2 separate regions of the Mus musculus genome follow, and region 1 is linked to region 2. Evidence: chromatin contacts called from public HiChIP or PLAC-seq data. All regions are on one chromosome and are shown on one strand. The core of a region is the stretch at or near the end of the contact, and the rest is flanking DNA. Distances in the headings are between cores, read along the strand shown. Region 1 overlaps Cald1 (caldesmon 1). Region 2 holds the start of Cyren (cell cycle regulator of NHEJ).

Region 1 (5,897 bases), core at 650-3,149, 240 kb before region 2:
TCTATTTTTCCACTTTCACTTAAAAATTTCTTTTTAGACGGAAACATTTACCTGATTTTTAACTTCTAATCTCCTTGTTAAATAATGGTAACTAATAGTTTCCAATATTATATTATGCTTTTTATGATATTTGAGCTACACATATTCTCCTATATATTCAGAATTATACTCACCACATATTAACAAAACTTACTTCTGAACATGGATATAAGTAATTTTATAAATGGTCTTTGTGTTTTTTTAGATGTGTCTACATATTTTTGTAAAAAGAAATGGTGTTTACCCTAGCAATTAATTCTTGTAAAAGATATGAGAATGTTGCAGTGCACTGAACTCTCCTCCTGATTAAATGGGAATTATAGACTGCAGTTTATCCGCTGGATATTGCAGACCAAGCTCCAGAGCTGGCTGTATGGCACACACTGATTCTTTTTGGAAACACTGCCAGACTGCAGCCAACACTCTATTATCTTGAGCATACTCCCTGCTAAACTAAGAATCTGTGCTAAAAGCAAGTCAGAAGTGCTTGGTTTTTAGAATTTTCTATTTGATAAGGTACCATAGCTTTCTTTTCTAATGCTAGTGGCTCAGTCCCAAGTGTATTTACTTACACAGGGAAGTAGAGTTCTCTTTGTTTTATGGTGACAACCAGCGTTGTTGGTGAGTTATAAGGGGAAACGAGGATGGAGGGATACTTCCTAGAAGATTTAGAATCATGTTTCTGCACGTGAATTGATCAGGTAACTTGTCAAACCCGTTGCCCATCGGAGGACAAGTAACACAGATGGTGAACTGACCCAATTTTATTATGCAGTTGAAAGTCAAAACAGAAGTTTTTCAGAAGAAACTCGATGAAATGTAAAGTTATGTAAATATTGGGTAAATAATGTGAAAATATTAACTTTCCTAGCAGAGTCCCGGAATGTTGTATGCTAGTTCAGTACTTGTCGAATGTATGGGTAACTCTCACCGTAAATAATTTAAGACACTGAGACTTCCTTGTAAAAATATTCTGCGTTTCTGAGACATCGAGTTTTACCATTTCCTTTTCAAATCTTCCCACTTCCTGTCCCCAAACAATTTGTTCTACTTCGTTTGAAAAGAGGTTGGGAGGATTTCGCATTCCCCATACAACTCTATCCATGTTGTAAGGCCGTTGCCTGTTTGTCTATGCTCCTGACTGGATGGTAGTGGAGGCAGAAATTATGTCTTCTTTTCTCTTTGTTTGCCTGCCCCTCTCTGCAGACTGTAGTACTCTATGTATAGACTCTGAACTCAATACTTGTGGGATTGCCTCGAGTTGCAATTTGCTAAGTGAGTCCATAGAAAACTGACTCCCCCATGCATGACGCCACCCACTCCAACTCTCCCCTCATCCAGTGTCCTGCAAATGCCAGAGATGCTGGAAGCTTGAGGAAATTTTATTTTAGCCTCATCCTCTGATGGCTACACAGATATGCTCCCCAGAGGAAAGGCGTCTATGAGACTTGAACCAAGCAAGTAACTGGAGCCTGAAGAGCCCAGTAGGATCACTACAATATCTAGATACTGACATTCCCTGCATATGCACAGGCACCATTACAAATCCAGCCATTTGGATGTCTGATTCTGAAGAGCCAAACCCTGGGTGTCGTGCTGTCCACACGTCTGGTTGATTGCCTGCGAACTTTCCCCTTCCATTCCACATGGCCTCGGCAACAGATAAAGTGTGGAGCCTTTCCCACATTTTACATGGTGCTTGGTGGTGTAAAATTCAGCTTTTGTGCTGTTCTTTTCTCTCCCTCTCGCCACTGCCTGGATCTCATTAGAAACCATTAGTGATGTTATACTAAACCTATGGAATCCTAAACATGCTTTCAAAACCCCGTGGAATAAAGATGTCTCCTACCAAACCCAAAATGCAAGGGAACAGACAAAGTTACATTTCTTTAAGAAAGACTGACTCATTTCATAGTTTCCAAATTGTTTTGACTGAAGCTTCTCAAAATAAACTTTCTTCAAGAGGCAGCCTTTGATGTCTGGCTTTGGAAAAGAAAAATCATTTCTCAGAGATACATTTCAATTCTTTTTGGGGTGTTCATGTATTTCTTTTGTGCTGATTAACTTATTTTATTTCAACCAGCGAATGACATGATATTAAATAGCCATCTGACTAGGGAAGAAAAGTTATGTTTGAAGTGGTCTCAACTCCTACATAAACTGAACATAAAGAACAGGCCATGTGATTTAAAAAAAATTTTTAATTACCACAAAAATAGCATCTCCAGATCCTGCCAGAGGGGGGATTTGGTCTGTTAAAGATAACGCACAGTTTAAACGTCACCAAAGTGGAAGATTAGATCTAGAGTTAAGCTTCCTAGTGAGACTTGTGATTCATTTGCTATTTCCTGGCTTAGGCAACATTTTTAATTTTTCACAGTCTCAAGCCTTAATCCTGGAAGGGTAATTCAAGTGTGAGAGCTCACAGACAGCAATTTGTTTGGAGTGGCAATTTGCCATGGGCTTGCCTCTGGGTCCTTTTGTATTCTTGCAGCAAGGGGAGTTAGAGGTAGCCATTCATTAAGTCCAGGTCTGCACAAGACCACTGAAACAAAGGATTTTTCAATCAAATTATTTTTTTTTCTTAAGCATTAACTAGCTTTTTTGTCGACAGATTCTTGTTAAAAAGATATCATTTATTTCTAGTCAAACAACTATAAGTGAAATTACATAATTGAGCAACCTTTTTTTCTTCTTTGTTTTAAAAGTAAGAATTCCCCTTAGACAGGCAGAAGAGAAGATGAAGACCCCAAAATCTAGTCATAACCATGCTGCTTATCTGTTGCTAACCAAGCTTCTTAACTTCACCCAATTTCAATTTCTTCATCTACAAATGGAGGGGGGAAAAATCCCAGCTCCCTGTGACTCATTGGAATACCAAGGAGGAGATGCTGTGACTTTTATCCCATAATATCTGTGAATTTCTCTCATCTCTAGTCTTGGTTTCTTTCCCCTCCCACTAGAGTGGTAACTGGTCAACGACAACTTGAGAGAGCATCTGACCCTCATTCTACTAACATGCTAAAAAAAAAAAATTAGACTCTGAGATCTGTATCCCTGGGTCAGATCTAAAGTGGAGGTGAAGAAGTGACCATTGCTGAAGTTAATGTTATTTTCCCTGAGATTTTAAAGCCCCACTTGTCCAACTTTCCTATCACCACCTTAAAAATGCCTTTAGATTCTTCCAGAACTTGTGTGTGTTTGAAGCCTGGTACCAGCATTTAAAATACCATGTGCCAAGTGTTTAATATATACAATGAGAAAAGCGTTCTTCTGTTGTTTGACCTGAAACTATCACTGCAAAACCCCAAGGTTTAAAGGAAGAGGGTAGGAGTGGGTACCAGAGAGACAAGTTTCAGAGAGAAGGCGGGGGGACTCCAGGAGGAGATGATCTAGCTCCAGCTCCCTCATTCTAGAAGTTGCTCTGGACATAGTCTGTGCTCCTGCTGAAGCAAATCTGCTTCATTAAACTGTTAAGTTTGCTAGAAGTTTCCATTTGGATTTACTCCCTCAGAGGATTTATTCTAAGACATGACTACAGTGCCTAGGGTTTTTAAGTGGCCACAGAATATCTTAAGACTTGAAGAGGAATGGGGAAATTTGTATTTTCTCTGTCTGTAAAGGTATTTTCATAATATAACCTTTATATTTACAGGAAAAAAAATTTTCAGAAAAAAATTAGTTTCCTTTTCATTGAGAGCTGCTATTAGTTTCCACAATTTACAAAAATGCATTTGCTTATGCAATGAAGGTACAGATTATTAACCATACAACAATCCAAGGTCATTTTATACTCAAACTCGCCCTGGCCCTTCCTACAGATTAATCTCGGAAGTGATTTATTGGTCATTAATAGCTCAGAGTTTAGACACAAGGGTCAGAGTTCAGGGTGCTGCAACCAAGAGGGAACTCCTTTCCGAAAGAGCTGGGGAGGAATCAATGTGCACGTGTGGATCTCATGAGCACTGCGCGATCTCTTTCTCCACAGTTTCACTCTTACCACCCCAAGTTGGGTATCAGACATCCGCAAACCTAACTCTGAGCCTCCGGCTAAGCCGCATTGCCTTCTGTATTCCCCCAACTTTCAATAACTATTGTCTGCTCCAGAGTGAAGAGTGTAGACATGACATCCAGGGTCCCTGCTCCTTCCAGCTCCCACCCCCTGAATACAGCTCACCCGAACCTGGCTGGGTTTCTCTGCAAATGGTTTTGCTCTTTTGCGCATCAGAAACAGCCTCACTCCTCTGATCATGCCCTGGACTTTAGCTCTCTGAGCCTCACCCTTTCTTCTGGGGGCTTTCCTAAGTACTGAGATCTACCTAGTCAGAAGTTAGCTGAGACTGCCGGATCCATTCTTCAGCCTTTAACATTGGAAAAGACTGAGGCAAGCTGAGAGTTTGTGCCTTGCCCAAGATTATGTGGCTAGTTAGTAGAAGCACCAGGACTTAAAATTGAGGTGACCCCACGTTCTCTCCATACATAGCAACTGTTGCCTGAACCATCCAAGTAGCAGATGTTTTCCTCTGATGATATTCATAAATAAGCAACCTGAGATGCCCGAGCTCTCCTGGGATGGCTCTTTCATTTCAGATGCAAATAAAAATGGTGGCTGGGCCACCACCTCAATGTTTCTAAGTCCCTAAGAAAGTACTGAGATGTCTCATGGCTTCCAGTCACTTCCTAGTCCAAATTCCTGTCACCTTCCTCACAGTTCTCAGTTTTATCCTAAGCTCAGAAAAATACTTTTTCTTCATTCCTACAAAGCCACTGCTGTTGACAGATTTTGATGGATGGCTTGCAGTGATCAAGGGATGGAGCAACCCAGCCCAGACTGGATCAGAGCTTAAAATTAGTTACTTCAGTTCTTTACCTTACTTCTTTCCAAGATGATTTGTGGGGTAGCTGGAGCCATCCATCCTCACAACCCAGCATAAGGTCAAAGTGTTCACTGTGCATATTTCATTTTGAAAATTACTATGGCATCAGCGTGCAGAACGCCTTGAAGTTGGGCAGAGGGTAGACACAGAAAATGAGCATTTGATGACATGGCCGAGCCTTTTCCTGCCAGGCACCACGCTGCCCGTTCCCTCACTCAACTGTCACCGCCGCCATCCAAGGCAGGTCTTTTCCACCTCTCTTTTAGACTCTCAGCTAGCAAGTGACAGGTCCAGGATTCAAACTTGGAACTCTGAGACCCTAACATCCCCAAAGTGCCCTGAATAGTCAGATGACTATGCCAATGGTCTTCATAGATGAATGCTCAGGAAAGACAGGAACAAGATGGAGAAAGGAAGCCTTTGACCAATGCAGCCCAGAGGGAATCTTCCAACTTGGGGATGCTCAGTTGTATCTGTGGTGAGAGGGGTGGTATTTCAGAATACACTGAGGTTTCAAATCTCCTAGAGGTACGGAGGTATGAGGAATCAGGACGTCAAGGAGAGACTCTAATGAGCCAGTGGGAGGTGATGGTGTAGGCCATGATGGACCAAGGTACTGAATGGCTGTGCAACTACTCTTCAGCTCTAGTGCTCAGAGCTATTTGATATTTTTTGCATAAAGTCAGAGGACCCTCCCACATAAGCAAGCCGGGCAACCTCCAGTCACTTGGTTTTTATAACCCAAGAAGGGCAACATGCTCCTTTGACTCTCACGGAGAGCTTTCTGGAAAGCTTTTATTTATCCCTCTTTCCATGAGCAGGCATGGGGGCAGGTGTCTGGTTTGTGTTACAGTGTCAAAGAGCCATTACACCTTCACTCATGCGAAGGGAGAAGGGCTGCGTGTGAACTAGAATCACACCACATCTAAACAGAAGACTGGGTGGCACTTTTCTTGCTCCAAAGTTGTTAAGTTTGGCAAT
Region 2 (5,804 bases), core at 1,874-4,373:
GATCGAACTAAAAAAAAAAAAACATGGCTGGAAAGGTGAGGCATGAGAACACCAGGAGCCCAGGCCACAGAGCCTTGATTTCCTGGGGATAGCAGTATCCCAGATCAGTGCAGACTGGGTGACCATGAGCACTGGGAAGACGATACACTGCTTTAAAGCACACGGAAAACACGAGAACTATGCAATGACATGGGAGAGCTGCTCTCAGGCCTTCAGGAAGCCAGGAAACGTCCACAGCCTTCTGCTAAGGACAGGCACACTGGAAAGGAGTCCTCTTACCCAACTGGTAGCCTTCCCAAAAACTCAAGTGAACACTGTGCCCCTCACATACACGTCAGTATGGTTCCCCCACAGTGACTGCTCCCCCTCACACCCACATCCCAACCGTGCAGCTAGTCTCAAAGGCTCACCCCACGTGACACACGACACGCAAGCGGCTGAGGGAAACCTGGCTGAGAAGAGGAAGCAAGAAGAAGACGTGAGACCTGAGGCAGCCTGAGAGCATCTCTCTTACCAGGAGCGGGGGACCTGTGCTCGTTCCTACCCATGAGGAATCGCCAGGCATAGGAGACACAAGAGACAGGACAGATGTTACCTCAATCAGGATCCCCAGTGCCACGTCTACCATTTCAGCTTCATTCATGCAGTACACGGTCTCCGTGGCTGGGGCTCTGAAACAGAGACGCAGAGCCACAGCTGAGGGCAGAGGGACTCACAAGGAGGAAGGAAATGGAAGCACCCCCGGGGGGGGGGGGGAGTTACTGATTCTCTGAGCTGTAGAGTTTCCTCAGCCTAGTGGTCCAGGGGCAGGGCACAGGACTACCCTCCCTTCGTGGACTCCCTCACACAGAACTGGGAGTGGGGATAGTGGCTGGCTTCCCACTGTTACTCCTTGAAACACACAGTGGACGGCTGAGTGTGGTGGCACACAGTAATCCCAGCACTGGGGAGGCAGAGGCAGGTGGAACTCTGTGAGTTCCAGGCCAGTCTGACCTAAATAGTAAGTTCCAGGCTAGCCTAGGCTACAGAGAGAGACACTGTCTCAAAAGCAAACAGAGGACATAGCCAGTACAGGCCATCAGGCCAGAGCCCAGTTTGTACATGAATGTGACTGGGGCTGTGACAACTACGTAAGGAACAGGAAAGAGCCAGCAAGTGTGGCCCTGAAAGCCTCCTGCCCCTGTTTCTGAGAGAATGGCTGCTCCCTCCCTCCTACTTGATAAGCTCTCCCCGCCCTGACTACCAGCATTCACCCGTCACTTCTGCAATGTCAGATTTCTTGACTGACTGACTGAAAAGCCCTGTGTACAGGAAAGACAGGCACCACTCAGGTGACTAGACTTCAGATCCATTGATCTTGCTTTTGTCACCAATGAAGAAGAGATAAGCACTTTGAACAACTGGTTCCTGGGGTGTAGGCATGGTTTGTAGGCAGAGCTCACTGCCTGCATCAACAGCTAGACGGCAGGACAGAGCTCACCAGCACACACTCACGTGGTGGTGCTTCTCTGTGAGGGGCAAGCTGAGAGCGATGGGCTCTGCTGGAAGGACGGATTTCATTGCCCCGCCCACTCTGACAGACAGGCCAGCTAGCTACCTTGTTGCTGCCCCCACTCTCTGGGCCCAGGCGGCTGTCTGCTTCCTTGTGGCTGTCTTCACTGATACAACCTTTCTCTCATCCACAGGGGCTGTCATCCAAGAGGGGAGGACCCTCGTTTTGGTCTTGGATTTTAGGGTTTCCATGGCTTGCTTCTCTAGAACAGGACCAAAACTCACACTCTCTTGTCACACCAGGCTCATCTGACCCCAGTGGGTGCCGATCTTCAATGCCTACAAGGAGGAACCAAGTCAGTAGATTCTAGTAAGTCAACGCTCTTCCAACTTACCAGCAGTAATTACTAGTCAGTGTAGGGCAGACCTGAGGTGACCCAGAGGTGAGCAGAGCCCAGAAGGCCAAGCCATGTACACTGTGTCACATGGAGGACTAGCAGCAGATAGGACATGGGGCCTGCAGACAGATATCTGTAGCCCCTCCCCTGCTCTGTGCCCCACACAGGCAGTTGCAGCAACAAGAAATGCTTTCCTGTCATTTCTACAGCCCAAAGGAAGGAAGAAAGGGGATTCTGGCCCAATCGTCCATCTCCATCTATGTCACAAACTTCTCACCTCTACTGTGATTTGGTTACTGTTAGCATGCTAACGTTCCTTCTAGGCTCCACTCAACTACCTAGCAACAGCCAGGTACAAACCTGGCTTGCTATAAAAGGACTATCTGGCCTCTCTCATGCTCTCTGAACCCCCCTCCCCACTTCTCTCTCCACATGTTCCCTCTTCTTTGTTCCCTTTCTCTCTTTCTGTCCCTCTCTCTCTTTCTGTCCCTCTCTGTCCCCTCTTTCTCTGCCTCTACTCCCTTCTCAACCCCCCTTCTCATGTCCCCAAATAAACTTCTTTTTATACTAGACCCATCATATGGCTGATACCTGGGAGTAGGAGGGGGTTCAGCTTGGGCCCGCTTAAGGCACCCCCTCCCTCCCTCCCATACCACATTTTACAAAACATATCAATTACTAAATCCCCCAGGCTTTCTAATTCACACATTTCAATGGGCAGTGCTCCCCCTGCCCCCAACATACACCAGTAGACAATTTTGGCTCATCCAGAATGACTGTTTATAACTTCATTTAAACCAAACAACTTGTCCAGCCACAGAACAGAAGTCGATTAAGAGGAATACCATCCAGTGAGTGACAGTGTACAGAAATGAGTCAGACCCGGCAGTACATGTGTATCATGTCCATTTTATAGACGAGAAACAGACGTGGTTAAGAATTAGCGTGCACAAAGTCGTAGAAAGCTGGATATCGACCATCGAGCCAGCAGCCAGGTCCTGCCCGCCGCAAGGTTTCTGGAGCTCAGCGCTGATCGGGTCGGGCCCGTTGGGTCCCTGGAAAATCTCACCCAGAAGGCACACGCGGGACGTCGCTGCACTAGCGCGGAGCTGGCCGCGCCACTCCCTCCCTACCGCAGAGGGCGCAGAGCCGGGGGCCTGGGGACAGGATGGAACCGTGGGCAAGAGGGGAGGGCAGCGCTGCGGTCCTTCCCGTGGGTTCCGGGGATTCAGAACTGCGAGACGCGCACGCATCCCACCGCCCGCCCCTTCCGGCTCCTGCGCGCTCCCGGCGTGCGCGCTCCGGACCCGGGCGCTGGCTGGCCGCTAGGGCCCCGGGTGCCCCCTGCAGACCGCGGGTCACATCCGCAGGCTCCTGTTTCTGTCAGCTGTTGTGACGGAGGCGCAGCCGTTGGTTCTTAGCGGCCAGAGTCAGTAACTAGGGGAAGCAAAGAAAGGTTCCCTCTGCAGAAGTGGAGGAGGCGCCAAGCTAGCTCCCAGGTGTCCGGAATCTTTCAGCTAAACGCATGCATGATTTTAAGGCAACCTGGGTGGTTGGGGAAAAAGCCAAGGAAGACGACTGAAAAAAACACAGTAGGAGGCCCTCACAGGGGAGGTTCTTCTCTGGAGCGCTGGAGCAAAGGAAACCTCAGATCTGATTCTGTCTGCCCCCAAACGGAGAAATCAAGAGTGACCAAGTTCGATTTACAACAGCAGGTCAACACCGCACTCTGGACTGGGGCACCCACAGCTCCCCTATTGAGCACGGTTTCTCCATAGCCTTTCCCTAATGCTAATCCTCAATCCTAAACTGATAGCTCGGACCAGGAAATTAAAGGCCCCAACTCTTAATGGGATAAACCAATGGCTTCCAATCCCACAGATGACCCCTAGAGTCATTTTAGCTGCTCTTGAACCAGGCCAGGCTGCCACCTTTCTGGGAGGGCAGCCCCTAGCTGTCAAGAAAGTAGCATTCATTGACTGTAAATAGGGCGGGCCCTCTACCTCATCTGATGTGAGCCAAGCAAGCCTAATGCTGGGTGAGAGGGCATCCTTCCATTCTTGGATTCCTTTGATTCTTAATAACTCTCCCGACCCTGCACATCTCTTAAAACTTCTCCATGGCCACCCAGCAAATAAGGCTAAAGACCTGTGTGGCTGCATACAGAGCCTGTTGTCAGCAAAGACCCCAGCAGCAGGAGGGAAAGACCAAGCTAGGAGACTTGCCTGTGCTGGAGTCCACATGGGTTTTATTATTTTTAAATTGGCAGATAAATTTATTGGCTATAGTAACAAGTGTCCGTCAGCTTCATTTAGTCAGCAGGCACTGTAATCGTGACTGTACTTCCAGACCCCACACCGAGCTCCTGGGCATGGGTTTGGGGCTCAGCAGAGACAGGGCCCCAGGGCACAGGGAGGGAAATGCAGACTTGCACCTGCCAGGCGAGGTTCTCAGCCCCCAGAAGAGTGACTCAAGGTTTGCAGTGTGACCTGCCTTCTTGGTTGTGCCCCACAACACCTTCACTCAAGGACAGCAAAGGACAGAGCCCTACTAAGGCCCTCAGGGGTTCCAAAGAGGCGCTTTGAAGGATGCATTCTTCCTGGGAGGGGTTGGGGAGGAACAAGCTCTGGAATGTTCTTTCTGTCTCTGAGCCTTAAAACCACTGGTTCAGCAAGTTGTGGGGAACATGCTGGAAGAAAGAGCACGCCATAAGACAGGAAAACCAGAGGAAATTAAATCACGGGCTCCTGACTCAGGCGGAACCCAGGCCCACAAAGCTGGGTGAGGCAGACGATGAGGCTGTGTGTCAGTCGGAGTGGAGACACGGCAGAGAACGGACTGACCCCTTCATGTCAGTGTGGACGTGGGTAAACACGTGAGCAGGAGATGGCGCAGCGGGGAAAGCCACTTGCCATGCAGCCTGCCCACCTGAGTTTGATCCCCCAAATACACATAAAGATGAACAGAAAGAACTTAAGTCTACACCAAGTTGTCTTGTGATCTTTGTTGTGGCATATCCCACCCCACCCCCCACCCACCCACCCAACACACACAGGCACACCAATAATAAATAGTAACTATGATATATAGGGTTTTCCTATATATCGCTTTCCACTTTTCCTTCCATCCCAGAAGGGAGCCCAGGCCTCAACACTCCTGCTTTTCTCTCCTTCCAAGTGAGAGACCAGAGCACAGGCACAGCCGATGCAGCTGAGCCAGGCAGAGGTGCAGGCAGCTGGTACTATTCAAGCTAAGAGACTTCACGATGGAAGGAGGAGGAAGCCACCAAATGAGAGTTCTGGGACCACAAGACCCCAAGGTGCAGGAGCTGGAGGTGGGCCCAGATCTCAGGCCTGCTGTCCTGAGAAGCCTCTTAGCCAGCACCTTACCCAGCTTTCAGGTTCTGCAGAAGACACTCAGATCTCGGCTTGAGACCAGAAGAGGGCACTGTGGTGTACATCTCAACTATAACCGGATTCTGCCAGAAAGGCATGGCAGCTGAGGCTAGTGAGAGCTGACATCCAATAACCAAGGCAGGGAGCTGTGGCTATCACCAGGGCCAGGCGACTCACATAGTCCAGAAAGAGACACCAAGTGACTGTAAGAGCATTACCTTGCTCTGATTTTTTTTTCCCCTTAAATAAGAAAAATAAGCAATTATGTACAAAATACAGTCAATGCCTCTTGGACCGAACAGGGTGCGCCGGCCACTGTGGCTCCTTCCTTAGCATCAGTCCTGTGCTCTGGAGCATGCTCCGCTATAGCCACGGTTCTAGTCTCCAGGGAGTACACGCAGCCTGCTCCACATCTCCTGCTCCAGGGGCTTCGTCAGGACGACTGAGCCCCCTTGGGGGCTTTCCTGAAGATCCACCACCCTGGCAGTGCAGAACCAGAGCCCTGTCCTGTCCCCCGTCT

What was found. HiChIP or PLAC-seq counts read pairs in DNA pulled down with a chosen protein or histone mark.
Region 1: an SMC1A HiChIP or PLAC-seq map of the NIH/3T3 cell line shows a contact between it and region 2, with 2.8 times the contacts expected there. The contact joins the enhancer-like site here to the promoter of Cyren in region 2. A contact is called at or near these places in 2 of 39 promoter capture datasets (the 3T3-L1 cell line and liver), 1 of 15 datasets of contacts at CTCF or cohesin (the NIH/3T3 cell line), 1 of 484 Hi-C or Micro-C datasets (Th1 cells), 2 of 115 datasets of contacts at active chromatin or transcription factors (bone marrow-derived macrophages and extraembryonic endoderm stem cells) and 1 of 9 other capture datasets (adipose tissue).

What each region holds. Positions count from the first base shown.
Region 1 is chr6:34,636,457-34,642,353 of GRCm38.p6, forward strand. All of the region lies in intron 1 of Cald1 (caldesmon 1), which reads left to right. Among named protein-coding and RNA genes, the nearest start is that of Gm13861, 15 kb to the right of the region's middle. Within about 2 kb of position 1,900, at least 34 of the 459 cell types and tissues checked have an H3K27ac peak or open chromatin away from gene starts, as enhancers often do. A contact at or near this core is called in the NIH/3T3 cell line, where this site is marked.
Region 2 is chr6:34,874,942-34,880,745 of GRCm38.p6, forward strand. Cyren (cell cycle regulator of NHEJ) reads right to left here and starts at 3,124. Exons shown (of 4, transcript NM_001135611.1): 1 at 2,959-3,124; 2 at 1,598-1,830; 3 at 596-671. The coding sequence starts at 1,743. It overlaps Tmem140 (transmembrane protein 140), which reads left to right. Exons shown (of 2, transcript NM_197986.3): 2 at 1-5. It overlaps Wdr91 (WD repeat domain 91), which reads right to left. Exons shown (of 15, transcript NM_001013366.1): 15 at 5,485-5,804.